Regions from separate parts of the Mus musculus genome. Here region 1 is linked to region 2. A link is a contact called in public Hi-C data. All regions are on one chromosome and are shown on one strand. The core of a region is the stretch at or near the end of the contact, and the rest is flanking DNA. Distances in the headings are between cores, read along the strand shown. Region 1 holds the start of Scn9a (sodium channel, voltage-gated, type IX, alpha). Region 2 overlaps Scn9a (sodium channel, voltage-gated, type IX, alpha).

The links. A called contact is a pair of places that touch in the nucleus more often than the background predicts.
Region 1: a Hi-C map of olfactory sensory neurons shows a contact between it and region 2, with 3 times the contacts expected there. The contact joins the promoter of Scn9a here to the enhancer-like site in region 2. A contact is called at or near these places in 9 of 39 promoter capture datasets (the 3T3-L1 cell line, 3T3-L1-derived adipocytes, the HPC-7 cell line and 4 more), 14 of 484 Hi-C or Micro-C datasets (the AtT-20 cell line, the HPC-7 cell line, embryonic stem cells and 8 more) and 2 of 115 datasets of contacts at active chromatin or transcription factors (forebrain and stem cell-derived neural progenitor cells).

What each region holds. Positions count from the first base shown.
Region 1 is chr2:66,631,298-66,636,666 of GRCm38.p6, forward strand. It overlaps Scn9a (sodium channel, voltage-gated, type IX, alpha), which reads right to left and starts at 3,665. Exons shown (of 27, transcript NM_001290674.1): 1 at 3,159-3,665. Gm35265 (a long non-coding RNA gene) reads left to right here and starts at 2,467. Exons shown (of 7, transcript XR_374598.4): 1 at 2,467-3,184.
Region 2 is chr2:66,506,950-66,511,827 of GRCm38.p6, forward strand. Scn9a (sodium channel, voltage-gated, type IX, alpha) reads right to left here. Exons shown (of 27, transcript NM_001290674.1): 19 at 1,571-1,725. The region is part of intron 2 of Gm13629 (predicted gene 13629); the gene reads left to right. Among named protein-coding and RNA genes, the nearest start is that of Gm13629, 69 kb to the left of the region's middle. Within about 2 kb of position 1,277, at least 28 of the 459 cell types and tissues checked have an H3K27ac peak or open chromatin away from gene starts, as enhancers often do.

The DNA.
Region 1 (5,369 bases), core at 2,415-4,914, 130 kb after region 2:
AAAATATACAAATCCTCTACTGTTCATTTCAGCTCTATTCTAGAATCTGAGTTGGTAGTAGAGATGTTTTCATTTTGATTTTGCCAATCTTCAAAATAGCAGAGGAGCATAACAAAAACTATAAGATGACAAAGAAAGTTATAAGATCAAGAGAATCAAAAAATAAACCTGTTTTGACAGGGTATCAACAATGATCTGCTGGATACAGAGATCTCTTAGTTGAGATATAAAGTTTGAGAAGTAGCTTGACAAACACACACACACACAGAAACACACACACACACACACACACACACACACACACACACACACACACACACGACAACAGGCAACAGAAACAAGAAACAGTATTTGAGATATCCCTTGGCTGTGATATTGGCTGTGATATTGCTTCTAGTGTTCCAGGCACACTAACATACCAGTTTGGTAGGAACACACACACACACACACACACACACACACACAGAGAGAGAGAGAGAGAGAGAGAGAGAGAGAGAGAGAGAGAGAGAGAGAGAGAGAGAGGGAGAGAGAGAGAGAGAGAGAGAGAGAGAGAGAGAGAGAGAGAGAGAGAGGAAGAGAGGAAGAGAGGAAGAGAGGAAGAGAGGAAGCGAGGAAGAGAGGAAGAGAGGAAGAGAGGAAGAGGAGAAGAGAGGAAGAGAGAGGCAGACAGACATGAGATCAGAGGGAGAGAGGGAAAGGGGAGGAAAGAAGGGAAGTTGGGTTTTGCAGAGGTTAGAAAGAAGAGACAGATCAGAGAAGTTCAAAGAGTAAAGAGCATGCTAGAGGAACTTGCTATTGCTACTTCTCAGTCTTGCTGTTGCCACGTTTAATTAAAAAAAAATGCAGCAATGAAACAGTGAGTGTTTTAAACAGTAAACATGATGATACCGCTTCCAATGGAGAGTAAATTACAGGAAAGCAAATCACTGAAGTGGGAGAGAAGTATTTGAAGTACTATTGCAAACGAGGCTGACCTGAATCAACTTGGTGGCTGTGTAGATAGAAATTCTGGTGGATGAGATGCATGTGGGAGAGAAGACTGGAAGATCTTTCTAGAGGTGGGCAGAAGGACATGAGGTCATGAGGGGAGCACAAAGAATCAAAAATGTGAATCACACATTCTGATTATAAACATTGGGGAAAAAATTAGAAATCTCTTAGGCAAAAGCAAATATTATTAGCACGGGGGCATCTGCACGGGTCCATTTACAACTAATAAGCTTTAGCTCCTTTAGAAAAGTCATGATAAATTTTAGAAAAAAATACCACACAGATGCACATCCTTCTCACACTTGGCCACCGTGTGATGTGCAAACATAATTCAGCGCTTTTATTGTCTATGCAAATGAACCAAATGATTTTCCCTTGCCGTGGACAAAGAGAGTCGAGAATATTAAATAATGTGAATAAACGGCACTGCTGCCTTCTCTTAATTTCTTTGCAGTCAAATCACCCCAGCAACAAGTAGCAAAAAAAAAAAAAAAAAAAAAAAAAAAACCCACACACACAGAAGCATTACAGTTGGAGGGCTCCCATGATTACCTGCGGCTCCCCTGGGGGTGGGGGTGGGGGTGGGGGGCGGGGGGAGCTAGAGGCGCTGGATGCTTTTGGCAGACATCCAAACCTGACTCAGCTCTCTCCTTAGCAGCATCAGGTACACTGAAAGCCTAGTTCTGCATCACAGAACTCCAGGCACACTTTATGCACACCCAAGCTTCTGTGTACCGAGCACATAATGGTTTACTTCTAAAAGTGAACCCTCCTTTAAACAACTGTAGTTGCTTTTAAAAAGTTACCGTGAACAAAATTGGCATCAGTGGTCTAAACAGTTCGTCTATGTTCCATTACATCAAACGCCATATTTTGCCTGGCATCTGCTAATGAATGAGTTAGTCTAACAAACATGGTAATATGATACATAGAAATCTGATAGAAGTAGCTTTTAAATGAAAGAAATTCCATTTATCTTAAATTGTAAGAATTAAAACTCCAACTTAAATACGTGAAAATGGCAAAAACAGAAAGAAAGGATGTCTCTTTCACCTGTGTACAGGGAACGGAGCTAGGAAAAAAAAAAAAAAATGTTTCTAGGCAGAAATGACTCTGCCCCCAACAGCGACTCACAGTCGGCAACCAAAAATCCCATCATTTGTGTAAAAGCATATATTAATTTGGTCTTTATCTTTTATAAGTTTTCTTTGAGGGAAAAAAAATGCCCCAAATTTGGTTCTGGCAAAATTGCTGTTGGATTAAAGTAATTTACTGTTGACTCTAAAACTTAAAAAAAGAAAAAGAAAAAGAAAAGAAAGCCTTGTAAAACTTTTTGCTATGATTTAAAAAACTGGCTTTAGTTTATTTGGTTGGTTGGTTGATTGATTAATCTTGTTTGGAACACACACACACACACACACACATACATACACACACACACACATGCAAAGAAAAAAAATTCACCCTTCGAGAGTTCATGATATTCAGTTGTACTATATACCAAATTAAAATGAACTAAAACTTTTAATTTTCATTATAAAGTGCTCATTGACCTGAAAAACAAACAAACAAACAAACAAACAAACTGTTAAGAAACGGGCTGGTTCTTTATTTGCCTGTTAATGCTTCTCTGGGGTGTGTAGATTTTCTGATCTTTCCTAGGTAAGTCAGCAATGCTGTGTCTGCGTGTTTATCTTTGCAGACACTCGCTCTAAAGCACATGCCTTTTTATTAGCTAGTCAAGAAGCATAAGCTGGCCCTGGTCCTGAGACCCATGTAACAACTCCACTGGAGTAGACGGAAAAGAAATAACAGACTGTTAAGCATCTCTACCTTTGTGTATATTGTTGAACCCGTAGGAGCCGCAAGAGTGTGATTTTTTGGGGGGGGGGGGGTTGGGAGCGTAGCTTTCCGGTTGAAATAGTTGGATTTCATTCTCTGCTGACCCCACCTTCCCCGCCCCCAATCCCCACCTCTTTCAGCCCCTTTAAATTCCTGGTGGTGCAATCCTTGGTGGCTAAATTCGAGTTTGTGAAAAACGGACACAGGTGGGTGTGGCAGTTGAAGGGAGCAAAGGGACCTTAGGTCCTCTTTCTTCCACACTCGCGGGAGTAGCAAGAGGTTGGGAAAAAAAAAAAAAAAAAAAAAAAAAAAAGACTTTCACTGACCTGGCCCCACGGATCATGCCCACCCGGTGAGTGCACCTGCGGATTCTGATCCAAGGGAAGTCTTCCTCTCTTCCCAGGCTTCTTTCTTCCCTCTGCTTCTTTCTTTGAAATCCTGTTGCTCACAGTGCCTGCTACTAGGAGTCCGGGATACCCAGGCTAGACCAGACCAGCCTGCACAGTGGGCAGGATTGAAAAGGCTAGAGTCGCAATTGGAGCGCAGGCTAGGCCTGCACGGAGTCTGTCTGTTTCTAGTCTGCTCAGGATGAAGCGACCCCGCCCTCGGCTGCCAACCGCGTCGCTAGGCCTCCTCGATGCTCCCTGAGCTCTCGGGTCCCCACCCCTAGCTCCCTCCTCCCAGCCCGGTAGACGGTGCAGGGCGGAGACCTGGCGATTGGGCGTGGTGATGCTAGGGATGCGGCAGCCTCTATACTCCGTGCTAGAAGAAGGGACAGGAGGTGGGTCGCACAGCCTCTCACCCGCGGCCACCTCTCTGGGTGGGGTGTGTGCGAGTGTGCGCCAGTGTGGCGGGCAGCTAAAAAGGCCCTTCCATCACCTCGCCCCACCTCCCTCTAGCTCCTTCCTTCCCTCCAGTTCAGTGCTAATGTTTCCGAGAAGCCACTTTATGTGGCTTGAAGGCTGAGTCGGAGAAAAACTGCAAGGCAGAGAAGAATGACAAAGGGTTGGAGCTTGGGGAGAATGTACAAAGCATTGTCCTCCAGGTGCCTCCCTGCCTGCAGAACACTGTTCCCTCCTTTGGGGTTTGCCCTTGGTAGAGCTGGGTAGTGAATGCTCAGAACCGATTTTTAGGCTGTGTCCTTTTCCTGTTTTGTTTGTTTGTTTGTTGTTTTTGTTTTTATAAGTGAGTGTGCAGTCTTCTAGATAGGCAAAGAATGCATATTTCTTTTTGAAGTTTGACTAGGCTGTAGAGGCTGGTCTAGGTGGGGAGGAAGACTTGGTTTAGATTTTCCTAGACTTAGGACCGCTCACCAGGATATGCAATCAACCCCAGGGATGGTGAATTTCAGAGATTAGTTCAGGGACTGTGGAAAGAAATTGTTCTTGGTGTGTGTGTGTGTGTGTGTGTGTGTGTGTGTGTGTGTGTGTGTGTGTGTGTGTTGTGTTGTGCAGAAACTTGGCAGGGGAAGCAATGGCAGAAACACAACAACAATCTGCGGAAAGAAGACATTGGAGGATGGCAGATTCTGAGACTTGGTGGATGGACTTCATGACCCAGCTTTCAGAAAGTTCAGGGCAGGTCAGATCAGCTTGATGGGCAAGGCTTTTTCTGCAATACTGTGCCAATCGCTCCACCCCCACCCCCACCCCGGGGAAGTGAAGCTTAAGTTCAATATCCACAGTTTGAAGCACCACATCTATATGGCCTGCTGTGCTGGAGGAAAGAGGGACTTTAATACTACACCCTTGAAAGGCAAAAATGTGCTACAAAGTGTGTACAAACACTTTAATTTTGGGGGCTGGAGAGATAGCTCAGTGGTTAAGAGCAGTGACTGCTCTTCCAGAGGTCCTGAGTTCAATTCCCAGAAACCACATGGTGGCTCACAACCATCTCTAATGGGATCTGATGCCCTCTTCTGGTGTGTGTCTGAAGAAAGCTACAGTGTACTCAGACACATAAAATAAATAATAATAATAAAAAACTTTAATTTTGGAGATAGCTCTCTGGAAAAATCATTTGACAGTAATTCTTAGAACTGTGTGCTAGAAAAGTAGTCACCTTTTACCTGGATGATTTCAGATGTAGGAAGAGTTCAATAAAAAACATAATGTACCATTTTTTTTAAACAATTCTAACTGTAGAGCAATTTTAGGTTCTCAGCATCACTGAGAGGACACATAGTTTCTTGTTCCCAGGTATGCAAAGAATCCTTTTATTACCAACATCTTTAATTCCATAGTCTGGATCTACCATAGCTGATTATTTCATTTCTTCATTACTTTCCAGTATTGGGGAATTTGAGTAAAGCATCTATAAATGTGTGTGTGTGTGTATGTTTGTAGACATAACATTTCAATTCCTTTCAGTAAATACCAAGAATACTACCATTAAATTGTATCATAAGAGAGATTAAATATGCAAGAAAATGGCAAACTATTCCAATGAGTCCATGTCTTTTTTTTTTTTTTTTTTTTCCCCTCACCAGGCATGGCTGAGAGTTCCTGCCAACATCTCTGCTGGTGTTGTATGTGTCA
Region 2 (4,878 bases), core at 27-2,526:
TCAACGGAGATGCTAGAGAAAGCACCCAAGGAGCTTAAGGAGTCTGCAACCCTATAGGTGGAAAAACAATATGAACAAATCAGTACCCCCAGAGTTCGTGTCTCTAGCTGCATATGTAGCAGAAGATGGCCTAGTCGGCCAGCACTGGGAAGAGAGGCCCCTTGGTCTTGCAAACTTTATATGCCCAATACAGGGGAATGCCAGGGCCAAGAAGCGGGAGTGGGTGGGTAGGGGAGCAGGGCGGAGGGAGGGTATAGGGAACTTTCGGGATAGCATTTGAAATGTATATAAAGAAAATATCTAATTAAAAAATGGCTTCTTCTAATATATATATTCTTTAAAATAACTGGCCATATATAATTTAGAATAAGATAAACCCAGGAGACTTTATTAGTTATTAAGAGTATGAGCTATAGTAGGTAATATTAGGGTCCTGATTTCCATTTTGAAGACACACTCTAGTTTTAATGTGTAAGAGACTGACTTGTTAAGGAAGGCATTATCTTGAGGACCCTGACTGTTCTCATATAGTATATCAAGAATACAGGGTTACCCCCAAAAAGGCACAGAGAGAGAATTTACAAGTTTTTCTCCATAATAAATATAAATTTAAAAAACTATCAGTAAATTATTTTCAAATAGCATTTAAAATTATATCAAAAAAATCATTCATCATGACCAAGTTGGTTTCATTCCACAGATGCAGGTTAGTTCAATTTATGTAAGTAAATACATGTAATTCATCATATAAATCAACTCAGACATAAATCACATGAATGCTTCAATAAGCAAAGAAAGCCTCTTGGACAAAATCCAAAATGCCTTCATGGTAAAAGTCAGGATGGAGATAGTATCCCTCAACATAATAAGTACTATGCATTTACAAACTGTTAGTCAGCATCACACTAAAGATAGGAGAACTCAGGAAGACCACAAGCCCACTCTTTTTTATTCCCATAAATGCAGCTTTCGAAATACTATCTTAAGCAATATGGCAAAAAGAAGGAAATAAAAGCTATGCAAATAGGAAAAGAAGAGGTCAAAGAACCCTGATTTGCAGGTGATTTTGACTCTATAGCAAACTAACCTTACAGACTCTACTACAAAATGCTCAAAGTTGATAAGCATTTCCAACACCATGGCAGAATACAAAATTAACACCCAAAGATCAATATCTTTGGGGCTGGAGCGATGACTCAGAGGTTAAGAACATAATGCTCTTGTGGAAGACCTGGATTTGGCTCACAGCATCCACAGGGGGTGACTCACACTGGGTGACTCCAGTTCTGATGAATCAGATGACCCTTTCTGGCCCTTGTGGTGGTTTTTGCACCCTCACATGCGTGCACATGCAACACAATTATTAAAAACGAAAATGAATCTTAAGTCAGTGGTCTTTTTATATACCAGTGACAGTAGTGCTGAGGAAGAAATCAGAATGAACCATGTTTATGATAGCCTACCAATTAACCTTCAGCAAAGTTTGCCATACTTACCTTCCTTTGTGTGTGTGTGTATGTGTGTATGGGTAAAGATATTGACTTATGAGTCCACTTATCAGCTCACTTACCAGAGCTCCACTGCTGAGCAGGATCATGAGAACAATGAAGCTTTCAAACCAGCTGTGCTCCACTATCCTGTAGCAGGTCTTCCGGATGGTCCACCAAACTTTCCCTTTCCCGGAGTCTATGTTAACTTGGCAGCATGGAAATCTCCTCACACAGCCTGGCAAGAAGGACATGTGTAGAACACCTTGACACTCAGAGTAAAAGCTTTGAATGCATCATTTAGGGACTACCTTCTCCCACATTACATCGTTTCTTTTTTCCTAATGCTGCAGGACCTTCTTTTCATTGTCTAATTTTGATGACATTCTTTTAGTATCCGTCAATTATTTTTCACACAATGCATTATTATATGTCATTTTCTAATTTCCTGATTTCTTCTACACCATTTAAATTATTTAATGGGGAAACAAATGAGTGGGACAATTGTAACACCGAGGCAAATTATTTTTAAGGCTTTCTTCACTGACACGGAATATAATTGGACACATCTCTACTCCTGAATTTAAAACTTTTGGAGGGACTGGAAGTGCGGTTCAGTTGGTAGAGTGTTTGCCAAGCAAGTAGGGAGATATGCTTGGTCTCCAGAACTGCATATAGTCACATGGGGGTGGTGAACCTGCATATCGTCTATCCAAGCAGGAGAATCAGCAGTTCAATGATATAATTGGTAAAAGATGGAATTTGATGGAATAAACACAAACACAAGATAAAATGTTTTGAGCAACAGTATAGTATTCTCAATAATATTGGAAAAAGTAATAGAAAGTGTTAACATTAAGATAAAAAGGCAAACATACGAAAATGCAAATAAATATATTGCAATCTGCTCTAAGTTTGAAAGATTTGAGTTGGACCTCTTATATTTAAACTATCTTGCTATGAAAAACTAAGGAAAATTTTATTTAAAATGTTTATGCGTATTCATTCATTTTTACACCAAGTATTTTAGTGTGTCTTTGTATATAGCTTCATCTCCACAGAGAATTGGCTTTTGATTTTATTTAGGTTAAATACGCACAGATATTAATGAAATAAATGGATAAAGCAATTAAAATAACAGATATGTAGAGGTCACCTTGGAAGAATGGAAGAAGTTCACATAACCTGGTTTGTATATTAAAAAGAGTTGGGAAGAGGTTTGAAGAGTTTGGAAGAGACAGAGCCTGAAATGAATGAATTTGTCAGTAGCAGAAAGAGTTTGGTTTCAAAAAAAGCCAGAGTTTGGAAGGAATCCATTGCAAAAGTACAATAAAGAAGTTCATTTGTGAGAATTAACAACAGTTCAGAATTATGAAAGCCATATTCTTAGAGGTGAGTGTGAGAGAATTTGGACAGATTACGAAGCAATTGCATTTTGCTTCTAAAAATTAAATCATATAAATCAAAATTGAGGAGTAAGTGATGGTTATAAGGAAGGAATTTTATAGGCAGCCTCACTAGACATTGTCAATAGAATATGGTGCTGGTCAGTGGAAGAGAAGCTCAAACCCATAGAATTTATAAGGTTCTAACATAGCATCTTCATCAAGGGGAAAGAGAAATGAAAGCAACAGCAGATTCAAGACATTCATCTTGTATCTTCAGCAGGATTTAGTGACTAAGTGAAGGTCATAAAAATATGAGCTGCTTTGAAGGGTAATGAGTTAGAGATTATGATAAAACTTCTGAATGTTGGCATATGGTAAATGTTTGAGGTCTGAATCTGAAGTTCAGAGGAAAAATGTGAGGCAGAAATTATTAGGATAAGTATATCAGAGGTCAGGACCATTTCATGAGATCCCACAATCAAAATATTGAAGAATGGTTCACATTTAGAACATTTTGTGACAATACCATTAGGGGATAGGGACAAGATACGTGGTGTGCTGGAACCATATTGGTTCATGAAAACTCCCTGGGAAACTTTCAGAAAAATTTTAAATGTTTTGTTTAAAATCACCATTATAAGAGGTTAAGGTAACTAAATGTAGAATTCAATACTTTCTAAATAGAGTTAAGAATCTATCGCTTCCTAATTATCATTCTCTATCTCATACTCTCCATGCTACATTATATTTTTTGTTTTTTTGAATGGTGGATCATATCATGCTACTTGGCTTCTGTATCATACCCTCCGCAAGGTCACAGCCATGATGGAAACATGGCTGGCACAAATCTTTACACAATGAAAACCACCATAGGTAATTTGTGGGGTATGTGTGTGTGTGTGTGTGTAATAAAATGATGGAAGGAATGTTAATGAAGTAGAGAAACAGTAAGTCTATGTTGTGTTTATGGGCAGCAGAAGCCATTGAGAAATACTTTCTCCTTACTCAACCTCCATTATGTATTTATTAAAAATTGCTGAAATCATTAATGAAGGAATAAAATCGTGTTTGTTTCAGTAACTAATATAAATGAAGATACTGACTGGCCCTCATGAAGTGTATTTACTCATCAACTGTAATTATAGGCAGTTGGCAAAATTCTACAATAGTTTTCTGGAAGACACAGTTGCATATGTAGATTGTGTGTGGCAAATAAGTTACATATAATAATATATGTATTAGTTACATATAATTGTTAATTTTGCACATATTGATATCAGAAATTCTTATACTAAACTGCTGTGTGAAAACATACTTTTTTTCTCATGGACAACTAAGTTGCTATGCACTGATGTGGCAGGAGCGGTAAGCAGTGCTTATGGAAAGCGAAGAGGCTGCAGTAAAGGAGAAGTGATGGAGACGGCAACTGAAATGTGAACACGAGGGGCCAAAAAAGATCATCATTGCAACTTTTAAAAATTTATTAAAATGTTTAAGTCGATTAAAAAAAACCCAATCAGAATTACTTTTACAAAAAGAATTGTTGGAGAAGACATGAACCTTAGTCAAGAATGTGCAATGTGAGTTGTAATTTTGCTCCTCTTAAAATTGAAAGAAACATTTCTTATGACTATGAAAGGAAAACAAACTGCATGGTAATTAGAAAAGCAAGGAAAGTTTTGTCTGAGCCAAAGCCTCATAACCACTGCCCCTAGGGTGGATCATACCATGGAGAATTTCTCTCTTACTTGATACAGGAGTGTTCAGTCACCTGCCTGCTGTTCATGCAAAAACGAATCCCCAGGGTTTCCCTGCCTAGCTGGTTAGCAAGGTTATCATACCTTCTCTGTAGAATGACTATTAATTAAATGTAAACACAACAATATCTCTAAACAGTCTAATGAGTCCCGGTGGGTCAGGTCTTTGTCTTTTGGGTGGGTTCATTAGTTTGCTTTTGTGATACATTACATAAAGTCTAGGTTGGGTTTCATCATGTTAAAGCA